Linked DNA regions of Mus musculus: region 1 is linked to region 2. A link is a contact called in public Hi-C data. All regions are on one chromosome and are shown on one strand. The core of a region is the stretch at or near the end of the contact, and the rest is flanking DNA. Distances in the headings are between cores, read along the strand shown.

Region 1 (5,391 bases), core at 2,014-4,513, 600 kb after region 2:
AAATACCTGTGCCAACACACCCGGCATCATTTCTTCTTTCTGCTTGCTCTCAGGTTTTGTAGTGGTGGGATTAACTCAGGGCCTTGTGTACATCAGGGGTCACTGTACCACTGAGCCATACCCCCAAGTCTGCCCTGTCTCTTAAGATGTGTTGTTTACCCAGGCGGTGGTGGCTCATGCCTTTAATCCCAGCACTTGGGAGGCAGAGGCAGGCAGATTTCTGAGTTCGAGGCCAGCCTGGTCTACAAAGTGAGTTCCAGGACAGCCAGAGCTACACAGAGAAACCCTGTCTCTGAAAGAAAAAAAAAAGATGTGATGTTTATACTAATGAATGGGTGCTATGAACAGACTGAGATGTAAGAGTGTCTTGTCAGATGATCACTCGTGCAGGAGGACACAGGAGGGTCTGAGTAGTGGGCTTGGACCCTATATGATGCGCTGACCCTTTTCAGTCCTGGTCTTATCCAGAGGACAGATGATCTAGGCCCCACTCTATATTGCAGTCACTTCTCCTGAGTCCTGTCTTGAACCCTCACTGTGCCCCCTTGCTACTCCATCCTTAGATCTGTCAAGCCGCTTACTGCAGCCCCGTAATACTCTCTCTTTTTTTGTTTTTGTTTTTTTTCGAGACAGGGTTTCTCTGTATAGCCCTGGCTGTCCTAGAACTCATTCTGTAGACCAGGCTGGGCTCGAACTCAGAAATCCACTTGCCTCTGCCTCCCAAGTGCTGGGATTAAAGGTGTTCGCCACCACGCCTGGCTGCGCAGCCAGTGTTCTTAACCACTGAACCATCTCTCCAGTCTCTGGCTTGTCCTTTTCAGAGGACAGATGTATTAGATGTTCAACTCTCTGGCCATAATGTTGCCAAGAAGGGGGGGGGGGAACTCTTTGGAGGAGGAAGGATCATCCAAAGACCTCTCTTTTTTTACTGCCAAAGTAAGTGATGTATGAGATAAATCCTGGATATAAAATCTTGACACATCTTTGAGGTGTTGGCCAGAGCTGCTTCAAACCTGAAAAGGAAATAAATCAAATCTCTGCAGTTTTTCTCTAAGAGTCCCTGAGACGCAGTTATGAGTGGAAGGCAAGGCCAGACAGACCCAGGAACTCAAAGGTTGACCTACTTTGTCGAAATTAACAAGAGGGAAGACGTCTGCATAATTTTTCTGTCTCTCCCTTTCACAGTAAAGAACGGTGGGAGCACATGACAGACGAGCTGCAGGCCACGAAATCCCTTCAGGATTGAGCAGCTACACGAAGCCTGTGTTTCTATATCGTGTTGTTCTCTTTCCCTCCCCCCTCTTCCGAGTGAGAAAAAAAAGGGGGGCCTAAATTCCCACCAACATAAACTAATGACATACAATGATGAAATTCTGTTTTCACCTCTGCCTGTGACAGGGAATGCAAAAATAGCAAGTGGCCTATTTCCACGAATCCCCGCCTCCCTGCCCTCCCCGCTCCCGCTGGGTTTGGATCTCTAAGAATGGAGGCTAACGCAGAGGCAGGAGCCAGCCGGGATCAGCCCCCCGAACCCGAGGGTGATGTCAGTCGGCGGGAGCGGACGCAGCCTGGCCAGGGAGGCAGAGGTTCCTAGGGAGCAGGGAGGGCGGGTGGCCTGGATGGGCGGACCGTGCGCCCGGCCGCTCCGTCGCCTGGAGACGGCCCTGGCGGCGCTGTGTTGCTGTAAACAGCCGCTTCGCTGTTACTATCTATAGAAAGATCGCCTAGCTCCCGGGTGCGGCGGCCCGAGGCAGGTTTGTGGTTCTGCACCCCTTGCGCCCCTAAAGATCCATCCGCTGTCCTAATCCTCTCTAGTCCGTCTTGGAATGCCCACCGTTTGGCTTGACCCTTGGGACCCTCAGAATGGAGACGAGGGGGACACATGAGTTCTGCGAGGATCTGCGGTTTCCTATCCCAGAGGTGACCGGCCCAGTCAGTCTAACCCGGCTTGTCCTCTGCGGAAGGACAGGAGGCCGAGGGCAAGTAGGGGTGTGTTTGTTCTACACTGAAGCACCTGACCTCTTCAAAGTTCCATCTTCCAAGACTCAAAGCTGTTCTCAGGTCCCAGACGCCAAAATCTCGGCACAGCTGGGAACCTTTCTTCCCGTCCCCTCTGCGCCCCCACCCCCCTTCCCAAGTCCGATCTGGAAAATCACCCGCTGCAGGCGGGTTCCTTGTAAGCGCAGTTTCCAGGCTGCACGTATTCAGACCCCCATCTCCCCAGCACCGACTTGCTTTCTCCTCCCCCCCCCCCCCCGAGCTCACCTCACTTTGTAATTCTGAGCTCCCCCCCTGCCCCGACTCGCCCTCTGGTCTCAGCTCAAAACTAAACATACGACCCCTTCAGGCATACTTGTAGGGTGGTTTTGCACAATGTTTATCCGTCAGTGTCAACGGGGACTGTCGCCTTGATAGCTCTAAGTGGCTAAGGGTCGGGGAGTAGGTGCTGCCGTCCTTTAAAACACGAATTTATGAATGAACCCAGTACTGTAGTTAAATCAGGTTATTGTACACTTATTTACAATCCTTCACTTGCTGCTTCCAACCTCAGTCCTAAAGTTTCTCCAGGCAAGGAGCTGGAGAGAGGGGCTGAGAAGCTGACCCCCCCTTTTTCTTCTCTGCACTGATTTGGGATGGGGGGCTGATGTGGGCAAGCTTTCCTTTAGGAACAGAGGCTTCGAGCCTTTAAGGCTGCGTACTTGCTTCTCCTAATACCAGAGACTCAAAAAAAAAAAAAAAGTTCCAGATTGCTGGACAATGACCCGGGTCTCATCCCTTGACCCTGGGAACCGGGTCCACATTGAATCAGGTGCGAATGTTCGCTCGCCTTCTCTGCCTTTCCCGCCTCCCCTCCCCCGGCCGCGGCCCCGGTTCCCCCCCTGCGCTGCACCCTCAGAGTTGGCTGCAGCCGGCGAGCTGTTCCCGTCAATCCCTCCCTCCTTTACACAGGATGTCCATATTAGGACATCTGCGTCAGCAGGTTTCCACGGCCGGTCCCTGTTGTTCTGGGGGGGGGACCATCTCCGAAATCCTACACGCGGAAGGTCTAGGAGACCCCCTAAGATCCCAAATGTGAACACTCATAGGTGAAAGATGTATGCCAAGACGGGGGTTGAAAGCCTGGGGCGTAGAGTTGACGACAGAGCGCCCGCAGAGGGCCTTGGGGCGCGCTTCCCCCCCCTTCCAGTTCCGCCCAGTGACGTAGGAAGTCCATCCATTCACAGCGCTTCTATAAAGGCGCCAGCTGAGGCGCCTACTACTCCAACCGCGACTGCAGCGAGCAACTGAGAAGACTGGATAGAGCCGGCGGTTCCGCGAACGAGCAGTGACCGCGCTCCCACCCAGCTCTGCTCTGCAGCTCCCACCAGTGTCTACCCCTGGACCCCTTGCCGGGCTTTCCCCAAACTTCGACCATGATGTTCTCGGGTTTCAACGCCGACTACGAGGCGTCATCCTCCCGCTGCAGTAGCGCCTCCCCGGCCGGGGACAGCCTTTCCTACTACCATTCCCCAGCCGACTCCTTCTCCAGCATGGGCTCTCCTGTCAACACACAGGTGAGTTTGGCTTTGTGTAGCCGCCAGGTCCGCGCTGAGGGTCGCCGTGGAGGAGACACTGGGGTGTGACTCGCAGGGGCGGGGGGGTCTTCCTTTTTCGCTCTGGAGGGAGACTGGCGCGGTCAGAGCAGCCTTAGCCTGGGAACCCAGGACTTGTCTGAGCGCGTGCACACTTGTCATAGTAAGACTTAGTGACCCCTTCCCGCGCGGCAGGTTTATTCTGAGTGGCCTGCCTGCATTCTTCTCTCGGCCGACTTGTTTCTGAGATCAGCCGGGGCCAACAAGTCTCGAGCAAAGAGTCGCTAACTAGAGTTTGGGAGGCGGCAAACCGCGGCAATCCCCCCTCCCGGGGCAGCCTGGAGCAGGGAGGAGGGAGGAGGGAGGAGGGTGCTGCGGGCGGGTGTGTAAGGCAGTTTCATTGATAAAAAGCGAGTTCATTCTGGAGACTCCGGAGCAGCGCCTGCGTCAGCGCAGACGTCAGGGATATTTATAACAAACCCCCTTTCGAGCGAGTGATGCCGAAGGGATAACGGGAACGCAGCAGTAGGATGGAGGAGAAAGGCTGCGCTGCGGAATTCAAGGGAGGATATTGGGAGAGCTTTTATCTCCGATGAGGTGCATACAGGAAGACATAAGCAGTCTCTGACCGGAATGCTTCTCTCTCCCTGCTTCATGCGACACTAGGGCCACTTGCTCCACCTGTGTCTGGAACCTCCTCGCTCACCTCCGCTTTCCTCTTTTTGTTTTGTTTCAGGACTTTTGCGCAGATCTGTCCGTCTCTAGTGCCAACTTTATCCCCACGGTGACAGCCATCTCCACCAGCCCAGACCTGCAGTGGCTGGTGCAGCCCACTCTGGTCTCCTCCGTGGCCCCATCGCAGACCAGAGCGCCCCATCCTTACGGACTCCCCACCCAGTCTGCTGGGGCTTACGCCAGAGCGGGAATGGTGAAGACCGTGTCAGGAGGCAGAGCGCAGAGCATCGGCAGAAGGGGCAAAGTAGAGCAGGTGAGCAGCGATTCTGGACCTTTGTGGGCTGGGGGGGGGGGGGGGGGCGGAGACTGACGCACAGACCACACAACAGAGAAGGGACGCTACTGACTGCACTTCCTGACCAGGAGCTGTGGCTGCTAGCCCTTTCCCTCCCTTGTCAGATTTTGACAGTTGGACCCAAGACAAACTCTAGACAGTTTCCCTGACAGCTTCCTACTTCATTCTCTAGCCGGGGAGCTTCTTTGTTCCCCTGCTAAAGATCTCACTTTAAATGCAAATCACACTCTGCCTGCCAACTGCAGGTTAGAAAAACTGCTTCACCGAGAGGTGCGGGTGCTGTAGGAGCCAGTTTCACTGGGGTGACTGAATGGAGGTGACACTAGACAACCTTAACTGAATGTTGGTCCTTTTCTTCTATAGCTATCTCCTGAAGAGGAAGAGAAACGGAGAATCCGAAGGGAACGGAATAAGATGGCTGCAGCCAAGTGCCGGAATCGGAGGAGGGAGCTGACAGATACACTCCAAGCGGTAGGTTGAACCAGCTGCTGCTCCTGAAACTTTATTAAAGTTGGAGCTTGGGACTATGGGCGCAGGGTCCTTGAGCATGCCCGTGTCTTATGCTTTCTTATATCTCTCCCTATGCAGGAGACAGATCAACTTGAAGATGAGAAGTCTGCGTTGCAGACTGAGATTGCCAATCTGCTGAAAGAGAAGGAAAAACTGGAGTTTATTTTGGCAGCCCACCGACCTGCCTGCAAGATCCCCGATGACCTTGGCTTCCCAGAGGAGATGTCTGTGGCCTCCCTGGATTTGACTGGAGGTCTGCCTGAGGCTTCCACCCCAGAG
Region 2 (5,469 bases), core at 2,388-4,887:
GCCTCTGCATCAGCTCCTGCTTCATGCCCTGCTTGAGTTCCAGTCCTGACTTCCTTGGTGGTGAACAGCAGTGTGGAAGTGTAAGCTGAATAAATCCTTTCCTCCCCAACTTGCTTCTTGGTCATGATGTTTTGTCCAGGAACAGAAACCCTGACTAAGACAGTACTGGAATCAATAAGTCCCCTGTAGATTGTAGTACACAGCTACACGGCTCACGACTGCCCCTCAGACATTTAGCACAATGTCTGACACATGTATTTTTTTTCATCTCCAGTACATTAACAATTCCATAAGGAAAAGATTTTTGTGTCTCTTTCCTTCCTTCTTTCTTTCTTTCTTTCTTTCTCTCTTCTTTCTTTCTCTCTTTCTCTCTCTCTTTCTCTCTTTCTTTCTCTCTTTCTCTCTTTCTTTTGGTTTTGTTGCTGTTACTGTTTTTGTTTTTCCAGACAGGGTTTCTCTGTGTAGCTCTCGGTATCATAGAACTGGCTCTGTAGACCAGACTACTCTAAAACTCAGAGATCTGCCTGCCTCTGCCTTCAGAATGCTGAGATTAAAGGCGTGCATCACCACCACCTGGCAGTTTGTCTATTTTATCTACTGCTATATTCCCAGGGTTTTCATAATAGTGCATATTAAAGGGGTTCCACAAAACAGAACAGAACAACACACACACACACACACACACACACACACACACACACAAAACCAAAAAAAAAACTCAAACCAAAACCAAAAACAAAAAAAAACCTCAATTAGCAACTGTAGTTCTACATTCTACCAGCAGATGGCACTTGATCCCTAGATCTGACCTGCACACGACGGCCAGAATCGACCTGGATTGAGGAAGTTAAGGAATAATTTTGTCTTGGGACCCCTTCCCAAGAGATGAATGGGATGACAGAAGAACTCAACATCTATCTACCAAAGCTTCAGGAGACAAAACTGAGGCTCCAACTCCAGCACAGGTATACATCTGTGTATCTAGCAGGTGCCCATAACTTCACACCTGGTCATTGCTGTCAGCTTTGTCCTAGTGACAGTCTGCTTTGCTTCACTTTCTGACTTCTAACAGCACCTTGCAATGCGCATGCATGCGCGCGCACACACACACACACACACACACACACACACACACACACACACACAAGCACACACAAGCCTGCAGCATAACCATCCCCTCCCTATGACAGCCAGACTTCATCTCAGCCTCAGCCCCCGGCTCCCCTATACCAGGGGCAAAAGCTTATGGTGAAAAGCCCTAGTTCTGAGTTAAGCCTGCATGGCAGCCTCATCTCCAGATGTGCCACTCTGGCCCTCTCCTTCCTCGTCTATGCTCTAGGGCCCCAGGTCAGTGTCTCTTCCCTGACCATCTTCACTATATTGTACTGCTCCATTGCCCTTGACAGAATTGTCCTGTGCTTTTAGAAACACATTCACCAGCACATACTGCTCGTGCCTCCAACTTGATTTTAAGACATTGGCTTGCCCTCCAGCAGGTTTTGTATTCTGTGGGTCCCCGAGCCCTCTCCCATGCTCAGCACATGTAATCATGCAGTTGCCTGCACAAGTCAGAATAGAGGGGAAAGCTGAAACGGGGCAGGTGTCCTGCTAACTCTCCTTGAATGGTCTTACGCTGGAGCCACTTGGCAGCACTCAGCTCTATGCCCTGCAGACTTTAGGCTAGGCCTCCAAAGGTTAGTAGGGAATTCATTTAGACGCAGAGAGGGCCAGCTACGTGCAGGCACTGATCTGCTGGGAACATGAAAGCTAACAAAACCCTGCTTAAGCAGAACTTGTATAAGTTTGAACACATACATAGAAATAGAAATACGTGAGGGGGGAATAAATGCTATAAGAAAGCATAAAGCTGGATGAGGGCACAGAAGGGATGAGACACGGTGAACTTTGCTAAGATACAGAAGACCGTTGCAGGCAAGAGAAGAGTATGTGTGCAGAGCAGGAGGCAGAAGATCCTCTGTAGTGGGACTAGGCGTACAAGCAACGGGAATGCTACCTGGAACTACAACGGACAGATAAACCAGGCTCAGGCCAAGGGCTGCCAAAGCCCCTCCTAGACTAATCAATTGCACCTTGCCCAGTCTGGCATTGCCAGGCTCCTGTGCCTTCACTCCAGAGACACCTGGGTACTCAGGAGAGGTCCCCAACTCATTAAATCCTGGGCAAGGCGTTGTTGGGGCGGGGAGGGGACCTCCTGTGATAACAGAGTCCAGAACCCGCAGCGAGTGGTGCAAAATAATAAGTTGAAGAGTTGGAGCGAGGCGTGGCTTTTCAAAATGTGCAAACAACGCTGACATCTAGACTTCCTGGAACACAGACCCAGTCCCTCGCACAGGTCAGGGCAGCCTTCTCTTTCACAGAGCTCCTAAACCCTTGCCTAAGTCCTCTGCGTGTCCCAGCAGACCTGAGCCCGGACTATACACTTGTCTTGGCGCGCCTGCTTCGCTGTCAGCCCGTTCCTGGAGATGCGTCTGTCTTCGCGCCCTGATGTCCCCACTCCCCCCCCCCCCCCCCCGCCCAGATCCTCCACCTACTGGCGCCCGGAGCCAGTTTATCCTTCTCTGGGCCTCAAGAACCCAGAGCGCCCACCCAGCCACTGCAGCTCGTTAGCCCAGCACAGAATGAGTGAGAAACGCACACGAGCTTAACGTCGGGGTTCTGGGAGAACTGGTGTCCAAGGGAACAGATAGTAGATTTATTTTCCCCAAAATAACTTTTTGAAAGCTGGTCCGAGCCCCGGTTTCGGAACCTCGGAGCGGTTTCTCTAGTAGTTACTGAGGACAAAGGGACAGGACCCGCACTCCACTGAAGGCGTAACTGTCCGGGATACCCGCATCCCTTTGCTCCACCCCGCCCCCAGCCCTATCCCCTCTTCAGTGCTCACCCGGTGAGCCGCCCTCGCCGTGCAGCCGCGGGTCGCTGAGGGGTTTCCAGGCGCGCGACAGAAGGTGCAGCCCTGGCTGCTATCTGCTGCTGGCCCCGGGGATGGCTTCTCCGAGTCTGGACAGGTGGCTGGACTCGACGCAGCTGCTGGGTTCGGGGTGGCCTCCTGGCCTCGGCCTCTGCGAGCCTCCCAGGGTTCCCCTGGGCCGGCTGGTTCCACTCAGAGGGCGACAAGCCGGGGACCGGCGCGTCAGGCTCTCGGAACAGACTGTACACCTTGGCTGCAGCCGCTGCGGGGTGGCTGCCCACGGGGTGCCACAACCGATTCGCATCCCTGCTAGCTGGTTCGTATCTCCCTATGGAATCCCGTTGGGCATGACTTGTCCCCATCAAGACAGCCAGGACAAGTGGCAGGAAGCCCCTCCAACGCACCCGTCGGATGCATCCGGAGCAGCGAGCGGTGGTCGGCGCTCTCATGGCGCCAGAGTGGCTGCAGAGCTGTGGGCACCGGAGACCTCGCGGGGAGGTGCTTTCCATCGTTCGCTCCACAGACCCGCCTGGCGACTTGCCCCTTCCCGTCTAGGGGACCTCTGAAACAGCCGTTTGGGGGTCCAGGGGTTCCTAGGTAAGGGCTGTATGGCGTGAGCTGCCCGGGCTGCGCACCGAGCCCGAGCCTGCCGCACCTTCGCTCCCGCACTGCCGCCGTCTGAAGGGGAACCGAAGGGTTTTATTTTTGGAAACCGCCCCCTGCTTTTTCGCCTCTTTTATCCACGCCATGCCCCCCTCCTTGGAGGGACAGCTCGGCCCCCTTATTACGGGAGACAAGAATTCCAGCAACACCCTCTTTGGCACCGAGAAGCGAGCGGGCGGCGAGGGGATTAACCCGTGAGGAGCTGCGGGCGACAGGGCAGACCCGGGGACTGGAAAGACAGATGGCGTCTGCCTGGACCAGCGCACCTGAGCTGCCTTTTTCCTGTCCTGGGCAAACTCAAGTTGTCCACCTGTCCTGGATGTATTTTCTGTTCCTGACCTCACGGACCCAGATGAACTGCTTCTCGGGCCTGAAGGAAGCTGGGGAAGGTACCCAGACCGGAGTAATGGGGACCGAGCCCGAGGCATGCGCGCCTGGTCTCGTTGCTTCCACCTCTGACCGCTGGGGGCGCTAGGCGAGAATGCAGGTGTCCCTGGGGCAGCTCCCAAGAGCCGGTTGCCTATGGGGAAGGGCAACTTGGGGCGCGCGCCCCCTGGTGGAGCTGGTCACACCCTTGGCCACCGTGTTTTGTAGCGACACACTCTGCCAACCTGCTTAGAGCCTAGATCTTAATCTGCTTCCTGTGGCGCCAAGCCTTGACCTGGGCCTATGGTGATGGTGGATGCCCGCTGGAAGAGTTGTTCTCTTTTTACAAAGGTAGGCATGGAGCCTCTTGAATAAGGTGACTAAAGGAGAGTATTGCTAAAGATGGAAATAAAACCCAGGCTAGTGGCCTCTGGCCCACAGTCCACTCTTTGAACTCCTACCACCGCCCCTCATTCCTTGGAGAATTTCCCCAAGGGGCTGCATGAGCCTTTGAGCCCTGCTGGGCCGGGTTCTCACACCTTCTTGTATTGAAGGGGACAGGGATGTCCGTTGCCTCCCACCTAAATTAACCTTCTTCCCTGTGTCCCATGCCCCAAAGCCTAAAAGGCTAGGCATATATGGTTTTCCTGAAAGTGTTTTCACAGCCTACTGGCTCCTAAGCAGACAGGATAAAAGAGCCTGTAAAGGCACCAATTACAACTTCCCATACCAGCCCCTCCCTTCCCAGAATCCTAAGTAATACCTAACTGGATTAGAAAGTCTCAATATTTGACACTGGCCTACGGAGTCCTCCCTGCCCGGCTGGTTTTCTGACCGATCTGAACTTACTCCTGCTCGGTATTCATTACACAGTACCCTCACAGTCTCTGCTTGGCAAATGTTTGATGCATTGTGACGGCTCATCTCTCTACCTAGAGTATTCATCTCCAAGAGGTCTTCAGGACTACCTCTTCATTTCACCTCACAGAGCAAACATCGGCCCCTACAGTGGCCATGTGTGTTCTTCCGCTTCCCATTCCTGTGAGGAAATACCCAAGCTTGCCCACTTACAAGGGGAAATCATTTCCTGGGGCTTTGTTGTTGTCTTGGGTTGGTTTGGTTTTTGTTGTTATTCTTTGGTTTTGGTTTTTCTCAAGACAGAGTTTCTCTGTTTAGCTCTGGCTGTCTCCTTTGTAAGACAGGATGGCCTTCAGCTCAGAGATTTGTCTGTCCCCTGAGTACTGGGATTAAAGGCATACGGTGCCACCTCCCAGTTCTTCCCTCCTCTTTTAAAACATATTTTAAAAAATTATTTTCAGCTATGTGTAGGTGTGTGTATATGTCTACATATGGGTGTGTGCACACGAGTGCAGGGTCCTTTGGAAGCCAGTTACACAGGATCTCCTGGAGCCGGACTTACAGGTGATTGTGAGCCACCCAAGGTGGCTGGGAACTAGGGACCTCTAGGGACAGCAAGTGCTCTTCACCACCAGCTCTCTTTAGCTCCATTC

What was found. Hi-C and Micro-C count contacts between places; a contact is called where the count stands out from the background.
Region 1: a Hi-C map of muscle stem cells shows a contact between it and region 2, with 3 times the contacts expected there. The contact joins the promoter of Fos here to the promoter of Ltbp2 in region 2. A contact is called at or near these places in 2 of 484 Hi-C or Micro-C datasets (embryonic stem cells and muscle stem cells).

Annotation. Positions count from the first base shown.
Region 1 is chr12:85,470,627-85,476,017 of GRCm38.p6, forward strand. It overlaps Fos (FBJ osteosarcoma oncogene), which reads left to right and starts at 3,264. Exons shown (of 4, transcript NM_010234.3): 1 at 3,264-3,554; 2 at 4,309-4,560; 3 at 4,966-5,073; 4 at 5,191-5,391. The coding sequence starts at 3,414.
Region 2 is chr12:84,872,854-84,878,322 of GRCm38.p6, forward strand. Ltbp2 (latent transforming growth factor beta binding protein 2) reads right to left here and starts at 3,638. Exons shown (of 36, transcript NM_001370743.1): 1 at 2,903-3,638. The coding sequence starts at 3,378. It overlaps D030025P21Rik (RIKEN cDNA D030025P21 gene), which reads left to right and starts at 2,949. Exons shown (of 1, transcript NR_028577.1): 1 at 2,949-5,469.